Regions from separate parts of the Gossypium hirsutum genome. Here region 2 is linked to region 1. A link is a contact called in public Hi-C data. All regions are on one chromosome and are shown on one strand. Each heading gives the region's core, a stretch centred on a gene start, on an enhancer-like site or on the middle of the called end of the contact. The rest is flanking DNA. Distances are from core to core; before and after follow the strand shown. Region 1 holds the start of LOC107916574. Region 2 holds the start of LOC107888791 (GATA transcription factor 1).

Region 1 (6,918 bases), core at 2,170-4,669:
CAAATTTGAAGTCAAGCATGAGAATCAAGCTCATGTTATTTACTTGGTAAACAAGCCTAATCAACCGAGCTCTAACAGTTCAACCTTTTATCTCAAATCAAGCTCCTGCTGTTCTAACAGCTAGAGCTTTGCTCGGTTCGATCACAACCCTATTTAAAAGTCTCTGTTCTATGTATCTAAATGCACCTTCTTGTACAACTTCATTATAAGGTTATAATGATGCCACAATGCCAAGGAAGTTTAGAGCACTAACAGGAACTTGCTCAGACTTCAAATCTGTCTTTTTTCTGTCAAAGTTATTGTGGATATCACTGGGGCTGGCCTTATGGGAGACATCCTGAGAATCGCCATGAGTGCCTTCATCCTGATCTACATTATCACCAAAGAAATTTCGATAACGCCACCTTAAATTTGGCCCTGAAGTTGAATCATCAAATACTTCCTCTAAATAGAAATGTTTAGAGATAAGTCTCATCTTCCAAGGATCATGCCGATATTTCTTCACTATTCTGTATTCGACATTCAGCTTATGAATAAAAAACTTTAGTAAAAGTAACTGTAAACAAATATATTAACATGCACCAATAGGACATATAAGTGAGTGGCAAGAACATAGAGAAGGAATCATTGACTGTTTTAAAGTACAGTAAAAGATGCATAACTTGAATCAGCATTTATTTAATCCGACACTGTGTGTGCAACTTGAAGAAAGTATGAAACAACATGAAGAGCAAAGACTTGAGTCACCATCTGATGCAATTTCGTAGCCTATATTGTTCCAACTCTTCAATTGTCTTGAAGTACCCATATCTAACACCCGTGTCTGAAGCATATCCAGACATAGATGTGGCGATTAGACCATCCAAGACCCCTCCAAATACATGAAAAACATTTTTAAAAAAAATGAATATAACCGTGCCAAATACATACCTGTACCCAAAACTAACACCCTAGTCCAAGTAACATGATAGTATCAAAATTTTTGTTTAAAACCTTCATCCCCTAAAGAAAAGAAAATTTTTAAAATGACTAAATGTGAATTAACCATAAGCAGATACTCCCAGAACATCAGCAACCATACTACATATTGAAAACGAAAAAGAAGTACAAAAGAGAAAATCATCTTCACCCAATGAAAATGAACTACTCAAATCAACTCTTCGTTCACTTAAAGAAATATACACCCAAATCTATGAAGCATTAAAATGATCAGTCAAAGAAAATGACATTTAGTTTACTTGTTGATTTAATGCTTGTAGAATTTATACTTTAATCCAAACCTTATAAGTCTCCAGCATTTCAGAATGCAAATTACAGACATATTCAACTGTAAATGCAACATATGAACAATAAATCTGAGGAAAGTTAAGCCTGTTAACTTAGTAGAGCATCCAAGAGAGCATGTATTCCTAGTCACCATATTTCTGATATGTCTATGAATCCATTAAAACATGATTATTTTTCATATTACTTTAACTAGAAAATTTCAAAACGAAAAAGCGAATAATACATAATTACGTACATATTTGCTAATTCACTTTGCATCCGAGTTCCGTCTAACGCAAGAATATGGTCAACACTCGAATCTAGGGAATTCCCAAATTTCCAAAATCCAAGTATTATGGCAGCTCCTGCACAAAGTAAAGGATCTATTGTCATTAAAATAATAGTTGTAATGAGTGCATTGGCATGTTCATACATGTCAGTGGTGAGCATGATCAGCCAGAGAGAGAATTACCACCAGAGAGGTTTACCCGAAGTAACCTATTCAGCTTCCATGTTGCTGCCAGAAAGAATAAAAAAAATTATCAGAAAATCGTGAAAATAGAATATTCAAAGTAGAATAAGAAAGGGAAAAGATACTGCGAGTGTATGGAGTCAACAAAGAAGTTACCTTCATAAGTAACTTACTATCCAATTGAAGATCTATTAAAGAATACAAAGGATCACTAGACAACATTCTGGAAAAGACCAACTTGTAGACAATTACTTACTGACCAAACTTCTCTTTAACGCTTGGACATGAAATCATTCTTGAGAAAGTAATTGTATTGTCAAAATAGAATTATTATAATTAAAATCCTTAGCCAAACAAGCTATCTATTTAAAGTTGTAGCTAACCATAAAGGACGATGACAAATGCATATTGCCCCTAATAGTGCTTACAAAGAAAATTTGGTTTGAATTTTTTTTTTTTAAAAGAAGAAGGAATTTTACGAATGCCTATTGTACCTGCCATATCTTTTTTAATAATGTTCAGTTATTCATAGTCTCAAAGCTTGAACCACAGTAAGAGAAACTTCAGGATTCAAAGACCCCAGTGTTATGAACCTAGTTCATACATGCAACAACATTTCGAGCTTTATCTAAAATTGAAGTTCAATAAATCAAAGATCAATAACAATAATACTAAACAAAACATCATTCATTGCAAAAGTCATGGTCTTTTAATCTGTGTTGCTCCTCTTTATATACTTTTAAGTACTCATATCTGATACATGTATCTGCCGACTAAGTTTTAGCTTGGTTGGCAACGGCATTATTATCAACACAAGAGGATATGAATTTGAGCATGATGAAGCACGGTGATCCTCCTATTTAAGGGTTGGGAGGGGATATGGGTGCTTCCAAGCATTGTATAAAAAAATGCTGATACAGGTATCAAGCACATTTTCAAACATGGGTTCGTTGGTATGATGACCCTACAAGGATCTCCAAAACCGGAAAGACAGAAACAATTGATTATATTCATGTCAGTCACAAACCTATACTCAATACTCCCACTCAAGTCCAAGAAACATAATTAAACATAATCATGCTTGGGCTTATGCTTGGTATATTAAAACCTATATGATGTGATTTCAAAGAACCAAAAACAATGCGCAAAACACAGATACCTGCCCAAACAAGACCACCACCAGCAATTACACCAGCCGTGAAATGATTAAGCGCCGAGGACTTACACCTTTGAAAAATGTTTTCTTCTTGTCGGGTTAATTGTTCCTAAGAAAAAGAACCCACACTTTTAAGCAATTTTAAGGACTTACTTTAAGCAAACGTCGATATCTTTGCGACAAGCAATTGTTAGTATCACAAGACAACTTATACACAAATTAACAGTTCTGAAACAACTTGTATAGGTTATAATCGACGATTTAGGGACCCAAATATGAAGGGAAAAAGAATGAGGGGAAATCAAATTAAAAGGAAATGAAAAGTACCTTTCGGGATCTTAGATTCTGCTCAAGCTCAAACAAAGCGTCACCCATTTTCCTCCAAATTCAGCTGCTGTTTTTATTTTTCATTTTTTGTTTTCTTTTGAGTTGGCTGATGATAATGATGATTACCGATGAGGGCCGAGAGACTTGTCCTGAAACTGTACGAAAAGGGAGCTTGTTCATGTTCTTGGGCTGTGGCCCAGTTTTGTTTATTGGTTTGGTCTTGGAATCTTTAAGGAGGAGTGATCCATCAATTTTGTTAAATCCATTTTTTTTGTGTGAAAAGTTAATTCCATTTTAAATTAGATTAAAGTATCATGCAAGCTTCTAAACTAGGAGTCAAATTACATTTTTTCATTTTTACTCAAAATATATAAACTAATCATTGTATATTAGATTAAAGAGAAAATTAATTTTTTTGTTAAAAATTTCATCCATTTGTATTGTTAAAAATTGACGTGGTTAACAGAATAATCAAACAATGACATGCGACGTGTATACCTCACTTAACATAAATGGGCCAATTTTTAACAGTACAAAATAGATGAAATTTTTAACAAAATGATCAATTTTCTATTTGATCTAATGTATGGTGACCAATTTGCCCATTTTGAGTAGAAAAAGTAAAATGCAATCTAACTCTTAGTATAGGAACCTCTATAGTAAATTTCCTAATTGGAAAGCCACTTGGAATTGAATTTAGTTGAAATTATTTAATTTTACATGTAAGAGATGTTTGAACAACTACTATAATTAGTGGACTATAAAAAAGGCTTAAATAGAAAATTGGGCCTTAAATTACAGTTTTTTCTCACTTAGGTATCTAAACCTTTTTTATTTTGTCAAAAGTAGTACCTAAATTATGATTCTGTTACTACTTCTAATCCAATATTTTGACATACATTACTATAATTAAATTAAAAAATAAATTTTAATAAAATAAAATAAATAATATTATTTAATAATATATACAACTTTCTCATCTATCATCTTCCTCACTTCTTCGTCTCTCCCTTAAACATCAATTGCTTCAAAATCATATATCTATGTTTTTCATGAAAGCTTTATTCTTTTTATGTGAGGTATCAACAAGGAAGGAGACATGGAGGAGGATGTGGTAGTGATGGTGAAGGTCGGTTCACCCTGGTAGGATGGAGAGCCATAGGAGTAAAGTGAGCAAGGAGGTTGGGAGTATAAAGCAGTACACTGAGGACAATAAGGTGGCTAGAACACTTAAGGATCGACCCTTTCTTTGATGTGTTGTGGAATATTTATAGGGGAGGTCCCATGTTTGGTAGTGGTAACGTAGTGATCTTGCTATCAAACCATCATTATGGGATGCATGAGAAGGATGTTTGTGATGGGAGTAACACCACATACATGACTTGATTGTTGGGTCTGATCTACGAAATGTCACATTCATTGCTGGAGCAACTACGATCGACTATATACAATTTTCACCATTAATCAATATGCTACATGTTTTATATACATAAAACATGATATATAATCATTCTTGGGCCATATATGAGCTTACGAAAGCTCATACCATCTTGAGGTCGAATGAGGACTAAAATGAAAAATTTTCAAAACATCTCAGGTGGATGTCACGACTTCCAAGGCTTGGTGTGGTGACTTTGAAGACAGTAGCCTAGCTTCCCAACCTGAGGATCAATTTGTAAGTATTTTAAAATAAAATAGAACGGACATCGTGACCTCAAAAAGGGGACATTACAACGAGATAACCTGGTGTCGCGACATTCAGGATGTAAAGTCGTGACTTTCATGATAATCCACTAACTACCAAGTTTCATATGCTTCAACCTAACTCAATTCAATCATATTTGGCCCTAAGGCCTCAATCAACAATTCAACATAATCAAAACATGTTCAAAACACAATTGTCAAACTATTAAAACCATTTCTAAGCATGACCAAAACCAGTTCCACATATCCACAACTATACAACCATTTTTGACCATTTAAAATTTGAAAAAAGGTAACCTTAGGTACATGTCATTGACAAAATGGAAAGGGCTATAAAAACTTATTAGAGTCAAACTACAATCTGGATGCCAAGCTCACCTCTCAGGGTTTCGAGAAATACCTATACCTGCGTACGGAATAAACAAACCATACCTTGAGCAATAAAGCTCAATGGTACTTTCATGATTCAAGACAATATGATATAACATTAACAAGTTGACATGATGCAAAAAAAATCAATGTTTAACTAATACATATCCTATAATGCCAACCAACTCTATAATCATAAACATATGAAAGTATACATATACCAATTGGCAAACCAATACATTTAACATTACAATAAAAATGATCAATTCTAATTACATGCCAAACACCTATCTTAAAGCTTTTTTAACATTCAATACTAATCATAAATCAAATATTTATATTCTTAACATTATGACATCTAATCCTATAACTATCCCACATCAATAAACCATTAAAGGATCATTCAATTCTCTTTCTAGAGTCTATCAACTCATTTGAAATTGTTTCAACCTCCATGGCTTGTTTAAATTAATTCACATAGAAATTCACATAATTGATTTTGATACCATTCTATTATCAATCTATTTCATTACATTTTCAAGTTTTTCAATTCCATTTATTATGTTACACCTGATGGAACCCTAGCAAATGGACTTGGATACATGGGTAAACTACACCACACCAGGGCATCGAAGTGCATAACCTGTAGGCATCAAATGCTGGATCCTGATATAATCTGTAATGATCTTTGTACAATCACATATCCCGTACAAAATGCACATATGACCCTATTGGCATGCCAATTGTATCCTAGCCTTTTACTAAGTTCACATGGGCATCAATTTTACATATATGCATTACCATACCTGTAATCATTCTTATTTGTATATTCATAACCTGTGTTCAGTCACATATGCATTTTCGTACCCTGTACACTGTTCTATCACATAGTAATCATTTATCACATATCATTTCAATTCAATCCCAATCATACATAAATATATATAATTTCACATCCAGTTTCAGAATAATATTTCAATCCATCATCAAGAAACAAGTATTACATGTTATACAACATTTTTCTGTCCATTTACCATATCACATAACATAATTCAAATATTTCTTGCCATTTTTCATTTTAGTCCTTTATTTCAATATCCCACATCAAACTCAATTAAAAAAATTTATATTATCTCCATATACTTACCTCAATGATCAATCAAGCAATCAACATGTATATGCAAGCAATTAAATCTATCTTGAATTATAAAAGCACAAACCAAGATTGCCGAGTCACTCGTCAATAACTTTTGCTTTTCCTTTCCCCCTTGACGGATCCACGTCGACCTTAGCTACGTACAATCACAAAACATATGACACTATCAATTTTTAACCAATTCACAACCAAATAAAAAAACCATGCTTATTTTTTAATTTATTCAGTTTAGTCCCTAAACTTAAGACAAGCATAACTTTCAATTTAAAACTTCATATTAAAATCTAATTTCACATTTTTTCATTAGGGACCTTATGCTTTCTATTTATACCACAAATTTATAACAAATTTTTATTTTATTCAATTTGGTCCCTAGTGTACAAAGCTAACAATTAAGCTTTACAATTTAGTCCTTTTCATAATCTAAGCCTAATTTCTATCAATTTCAATCCTAATTATTCAATTTCT
Region 2 (6,405 bases), core at 505-3,004, 330 kb after region 1:
TTCCCAAATGGATTTTCAACTCGATCAAAGCAAAAAAAAAAAAAAAAAGTAACTTTCACTAATCCAATCTAAACCCATTACAACCAAATTCCTAATTTACTCCTAAAGTAACTACACTAACTTAAATTTTTAAAAAATAAAACAAAACAAAAACCCAAAATTTTAAAAGAGATGGAGAGAGACAAGGGAGAAAAAAATGGCAGTGCTCAGCACACCAGAACACTACCGTTTATCCATAGGCTTCATTGAAGGAAACCCCAACTGCTTATGCCTCCTCATCTCTAATATCTTCCTATGGGAATTCGAATGCAACCTACTGGAAAACGTAGGGCTACTTGCTGGACGATACTCAGGCACCAAACGCCCCGACTTATACCTCACTCCACAAGCATTGCAAAGTGTTTTAGGCCCAAGTGGCCCTGCCCTCCACTGCGGTGTCTTATCTGCACCACAATGCTGGCATTTCCTTCCCATAGTCCTCCAACGATTTCCCTTTGCGGTGGCATTCGAAGTCTTCACATTCTTATGAACCCGCCAATTTTTTTCGTGGTCCCTCAGGTCCCTGCATTTGCGGAGACGCTTGGACCTCGCTTTTACGGGGATCTTAACGTTGCCAAAACAATACATTACAACGTTTCCATTGGCTAAGGTTAGCGAGCTCTGGTGCTTTGTCGCTGTCCCTAAAACATCGACGAATGACGTTTCCACGGCTGGAAATGCATCCTTGTTTGATAACCATTCTAGTTCTTCCTCTGCAAATTCCTGCAAATGGTAATAAAAAGTTGACTCAGCTGGTTAACTCAGTCGACTCGGACGAGTTCAAATTTGTTAACCTCTTTCCCCTTTTTTTCCTTTTACTTATCATCATGGGGTACTTTAGTTGGAAAGAAAAAGACAAAAGTAGGTCTAGCAAAATCCACGTCCGACAAGTAAAAGAGAATGTTCGAAAGTTGGACAAAACCGACTTTTCGTATTGGAAGGATATTAAAAATAATAATGGAGTGCTCGTATCAATTCCTTCTTCTTCTTTTTTTTCTGGGGAAAGCGAAAACGGAAGTCTCGCTGGAAATTTATTGCTAAGATAAATAATTGATATCTCCCTTTTGAATTATTTCATATACCAAAAATACCCTCAACATTATGTCCATATTACGCGGTCTTGTCCATTTAATAGCGCGAATAAACTTGATGGATAAACTTGTCCGAATGAAAATATCGGGTCCAATAGGAATGCGAGAATCAGTTTCCACTAATTATAAGCCATCCGTTTCGAGAATAGGAAAATTAGAAAAAGAAAAAAAGAAAGAAACGTAATTGAATTCATTACCCTCGGATTTGACCCGACCCGGATCACTTTCAACCCGAACTCGGAAAATCGCCCCCCGAGTTCGACGAAAACTCAGCCAAGTTAGAACCGTCGAGACCTTATAACGCAAATATAATTTGATTTGAAGAACATAAAAAATCCATGAAAGAAGAAAACACTTACTGAAAAACAAGAGTTGTTAGGGTTAAGAGAAGAAGAAGTTGAGGATTTCTTGTTATGTTCTTTGTCTTCGTCCTCCTCTCCGACGTCGGAAGCAAAGTCCAGTAAGTTGTCCTCAAAACAAGCCGCCATATCAAGAGCTTCCATTTTCTCAAACGATAAGGTAAAGTTGTAAACAAGAAGAAGAAGAGGAAGAAATGTTTTCTTTTCCTTTTTTTTTTTTATTGTTGTAGTGGGAAAACAAAGGATGTCATTTCTTAGGGTTTTTTCCTTTTTTGTTTTTATTTTTATTTCCTTATTATAATAATGGTGGTGAGTAATGTTTGTCTGGAAATATGGCCCACAGTCTTTTTACCCTTTCTTGAAATCAGTACCGTTTGATGAACCTTTGATGAATGATTTTCATTTGGATATCTGAAAGTGGGGTCTGGTTAACGGTAATCAAGGAGTGGATGGAGGAAGGTTCACTGTAATTATGGTGAACGAGATTAAATGTTTTATTTCCAGTTGTTTTTAGTTTTTCTTTTTCCTTTCAAAAAGTAACTTTTTGAAAGACTATTGAAAATTGGGTAAAATTACTAGTTTTTGAAAAATACTTGTTTTTCTATTATACAATAAATATTATTATAACATAAACATGAAAAAATAAATTAAAAAAATAAATTATCAAATTATTATACTTTTTTATACATTACAAGTTTCAACTCCGCACGCTAAATTTACTACAGGTAAACTTGTAAATCCAACTCTGATTTCGGGCATGCTTGAACTTACTTTAGTTAATCGATCCATTAGTTGAGTTCAAATTATTGGATTATGACTAGGCAAAAAAATTTATGTAATAAATATATTTATATAAAAAAAGTTTAATTGTACCTTTTTTTCATCTTAGTATCTAATCTTTTTAGTCACAAATGATATCTAAATTATTTCTCTTTTCCTAAGTTGGTATTTCTATTAGTTAAACTGTTAGTGAAGCCATTAGAAAAATATTTAACCAACAAATTAGTATATTTTTCTCAAGTTGGTACCTAAATTGTTTAGGGTCACAAGAAGTATCTAAACTATTATTCCTACCCATTTTACATCAACATGTTATACCCGTAAAAAATATTCCTGCCAATAATAGACTACCACATCATATAAATTTTTTAATTCTTTTATTTTTTTATTTTCTTTTACTTAATATCTCTCTCTTTATTTTGTTTTTTCCCCTTAATTGTTCCTTTATTACATCCGGCAATGTCAAGAATGCTCAAAATTCACCATTCTAAAATCAATATACTAAGATTAATTTTGTTTTGAACTTCATCGCCTACTTGCTTGCCCTGACAGGATCGAAAAATTTCTTTCATCGATCAAAACCAATGTTTTCATAAGTAGATCAGATTGGTTGGTTGGATTGGATCAACTAAGAATCAATAAAAATATTGATTCGGAGTTAGGAGTTGAACTGATTAACTTTCTAATCGATACAGGTCAATTGGACTGAGCTAAAAAAAACCTTGTTGAATTGATTTTCTCTAGTTTTTTTAATGAATTTTTAATAATTTAATTGATGAAATCGAATGAACTGATTAAACCAAGAACTAGTGACCTGATTGGTTCAATCATTGATCTGGTTCTGAAAACCTTGATTGACTAACAATTGAACTAACAAAGATACCAACTTGGGAAAAAATATTTAGGTACCAAAATGGAAAAAAAAAAGAAGAAGAAAAAGACATAGTTTAGGTACCAATTTATAGGTTAAGCCCTTAAAAAAAGTAGACTTAACGGTTTGACTAACAAATGTACCAACTTGGAGGAAAAAAGTAGTTTAGATACCATTTGTAAACAAAAAAGAGTTTAGGCACAAAGATGGGAAAAAAGGTATAGTTTAGGTACCAATTAGTGGATTAAGCCTTAAAAAGATTAGGGTAAACTATATCCAATGTCATTCAACTATTGGTAAGTTTACACTTAGGTCACATAATTTCAAAATTTTAGAAATTGATTACTAGATTATTCACAAGTTAAAAGTTGTTCATTGGCCTATTAAGTTGCTAATGAGCATAAAATCTAGGGATGGTAAATTTACAATTTGGTCACTTAACTATTAGTAAATTTACAATTTGTTCTCTCAATTTCAAAAATTTATAAGTTGATCATTGAACTATTAGTAAGTTTACAAGTTTACACTATGGTCACTCAATATTTTCATCATTATCCTTCAACCTGATAATCCAAATAGTATCAACAATAACTCAAGCCCTAACCTTAACAAAGCCTCTGTCAACCCCATGCCTTACCTCTAACCCAACCAACTTAGCAACCCTCCATTCTTAATCCACTCACCATTTCCCATTCATTCAAAACTCAAGAAAATTGGCAATCAAGAAATTCACATACCCTCACCCCCAAACCAGCAACCCAATATCATTATCATCATAATTAAAGAAAATAAAAAAAAAAAGCAAAGAAGATAAGAAAGAAAGTCTATTATTTTAGAAATCCCCAAAAAGACTTACAAAAGCAAAGGGAAAAAATAAAATTAGAGAAAAGAAATCAAAATATATATATAAAAAAAGGACACTAACATGTTTTAGATTTAGTCAAGAGTTAGTCAGAGAGTTCTAAGCAATGGAAGCTCCATCCAAAAGGTCAAGTAGAAAGCCTCGTTGAGAAAAGAAACATTTCAAGTTAGGCAGCCATTTAATGACAATGGACAAAGACCCGGGAGCTTTTTCGTTAAAGCTTCAAGTTTAAATTAGCAGAGCTTCAGGCCATTTCAAGGAAAATTAAACCATAAAATTGAAAAAAGGAGGAAAAATCTATGGTTCAATGTGTTTCCTTATCAAGGAAAAAGGCTAGATGATGATAAGATTACTAGAATAAAATTGTGAAAGAGGTCCTTAAAACCATAAAACTTTCAAATAGTTTAGTGACCAACTTGTAGCTCTTTTTTAAAATTGAATAACCAAAGTGTAAACTTACAAATATTTGAGTGACCTTGAGTGTAGCTTACCCTATGATGAATAGTGAGTTAATGACCATCAAACATCCGTTAAAAACTTAATGACCCAATGACTTAAATGATAACTTTTAAATAGTTCAATGAACAATTTGTAACTTTTTGAAATTGAGTGACCAAAGTGTAAACTTACTAAGAGTTGAGTAACCTTGGGTGTAATACTTCTCTAAGTTACAATGCCTAATTGGCACAAGTTTTACCAAAGAAGGTACAAATTCCCACCCTTCAACGATATACACTTATTATACAACCTATGATTGAGTTGGTGTCATTAGTTAACTAGGTACCAAGTCACTTGGGAAACGACAAAAAAAACACCCTTACTTTACAAAGCAAATTGTTTTATTTTGAGGGTGTTTTGTCATTTTATATCTTTGATATAGAAAAATATATACATGCATAATAGAATTTGAATGTATGCCTCTTTAGTTTTTTACATTTATTCTTTATCATTCAAACAAAGCCTCATTTTTTATTTATATAAACTTTTTTTACAAATATATTTGTTACATAATTTTGTTCTTCACCCACATCATGTGTGCCATAATCTAAGTGTATACATATCCTTTATGTTGATATATGCCATGCTAAAGTTACTAATGCCTTGATAAGGTTTAATTTCCATATTACTTTTTTCAATTAATTATTGATATTAATTATTTGTTATAGAAACCCAATTTTCATGGTCATTGACATTACCTATACTTTGTTTTATTACAACTTTGCCTTCAAGGCAAGCTTTGTTTTATTACAACTTTAACTTCAAGTCTAACTTTGTTCTATTACAGCTTTATCTTCAAGGCGAGCTCAAATTATCAAAAAGCTTTTCCTTCAAAGCAAGCTCGAATTGTAAAAAATCTTTATCTTCAAGGCTAGCTTCGTTTTATTACAACTTTACCTTCAAAATGAGCTCGAATTATCAAAAAGCATTACCTTCAAGGCGAGCTCAAATTATCAAAAGGCTTTGCTTTCAATGAGAGCTTCATTTTATGACAAATTTGTCTTCAATGCAAGCTTGGATTATCAGAATGCATTTGCTTTCAAGGTGAGCTTCGTCCAATTATAGTGTTACCTTCAAGGTGAGCTTGAATTATAAAAAATCTTCACCTTTGACCACATGTGTACATGCATAGAAAACAAACAGTTTTATAAAACAATTTTAAAGCGTGGTTTTTAACTGCAAACGTATAGTGTCAAATTGTAATAAAGTTTTTATTACAATGAAATATAAAAGTATTTCGAGGATCGTACCTAAGGGATTGTTAAAAATCGATAAATGTTGTTACTAAATTAATTATTCAAAAACAAGTATTAATCTAATCGATTCACAAATTAGTAGTGCAAATCAAAATCAAATTGAGATAAAACTAATCCTAATTTACTATCAACTAAAGAAATTTCTATTTCTCAATTAAACAATGAAAAAGTCAATTAGTTAACTAATTACTAATTAAGCTAAAATCCAAACTCAATTGGATTGTTAATTACCCTTACCTAAGAATACCCTCTCAGTCTCTTCCTACTTAAGGATTACCTCATAAGCTACCTGTTTGGTCTCACTTAGATGCATATCTACCAAGTTGATGCACAAGAAAATCTCCTTTCAGTCTCATTTGTCTAAATAACCTACTAGAGGCGTCATTTTTAGTATTATAGCAATTTGGCAATATGTAACACCCCTAACCCGAATCCGCTGCCAGAACAGGGTTTCGGAGCATTACTACTATTTGCAGATCACTTAAAAAAATTAAAATACTTACCGATTCAATGCATCATATAAAATAAATATATTACCATTCAATCAACAGTTTGGCACTTGTATAAGCATCAAACAACAACATTGTTAGTATACTTGCACATATCTCATATAAATTCAACATTGATATATCTATTTTCTCGACATGTC

What was found. A called contact is a pair of places that touch in the nucleus more often than the background predicts.
Region 2: a contact with region 1 is called in a Hi-C map of leaf, with 1.7 times the contacts expected there. The contact joins the promoter of LOC107888791 here to the promoter of LOC107916574 in region 1. A contact is called at or near these places in 2 of 34 Hi-C or Micro-C datasets (hypocotyl and leaf).

Annotation. Positions count from the first base shown.
Region 1 is chrA09:48,957,390-48,964,307 of Gossypium_hirsutum_v2.1, forward strand. LOC107916574 reads right to left here and starts at 3,420. Exons shown (of 6, transcript XM_016845851.2): 1 at 3,222-3,420; 2 at 2,898-3,003; 3 at 1,739-1,783; 4 at 1,523-1,631; 5 at 254-509. The coding sequence starts at 3,269.
Region 2 is chrA09:49,284,110-49,290,514 of Gossypium_hirsutum_v2.1, forward strand. LOC107888791 (GATA transcription factor 1) reads right to left here and starts at 1,755. Exons shown (of 3, transcript XM_016813008.2): 1 at 1,490-1,755; 2 at 227-762. The coding sequence starts at 1,633.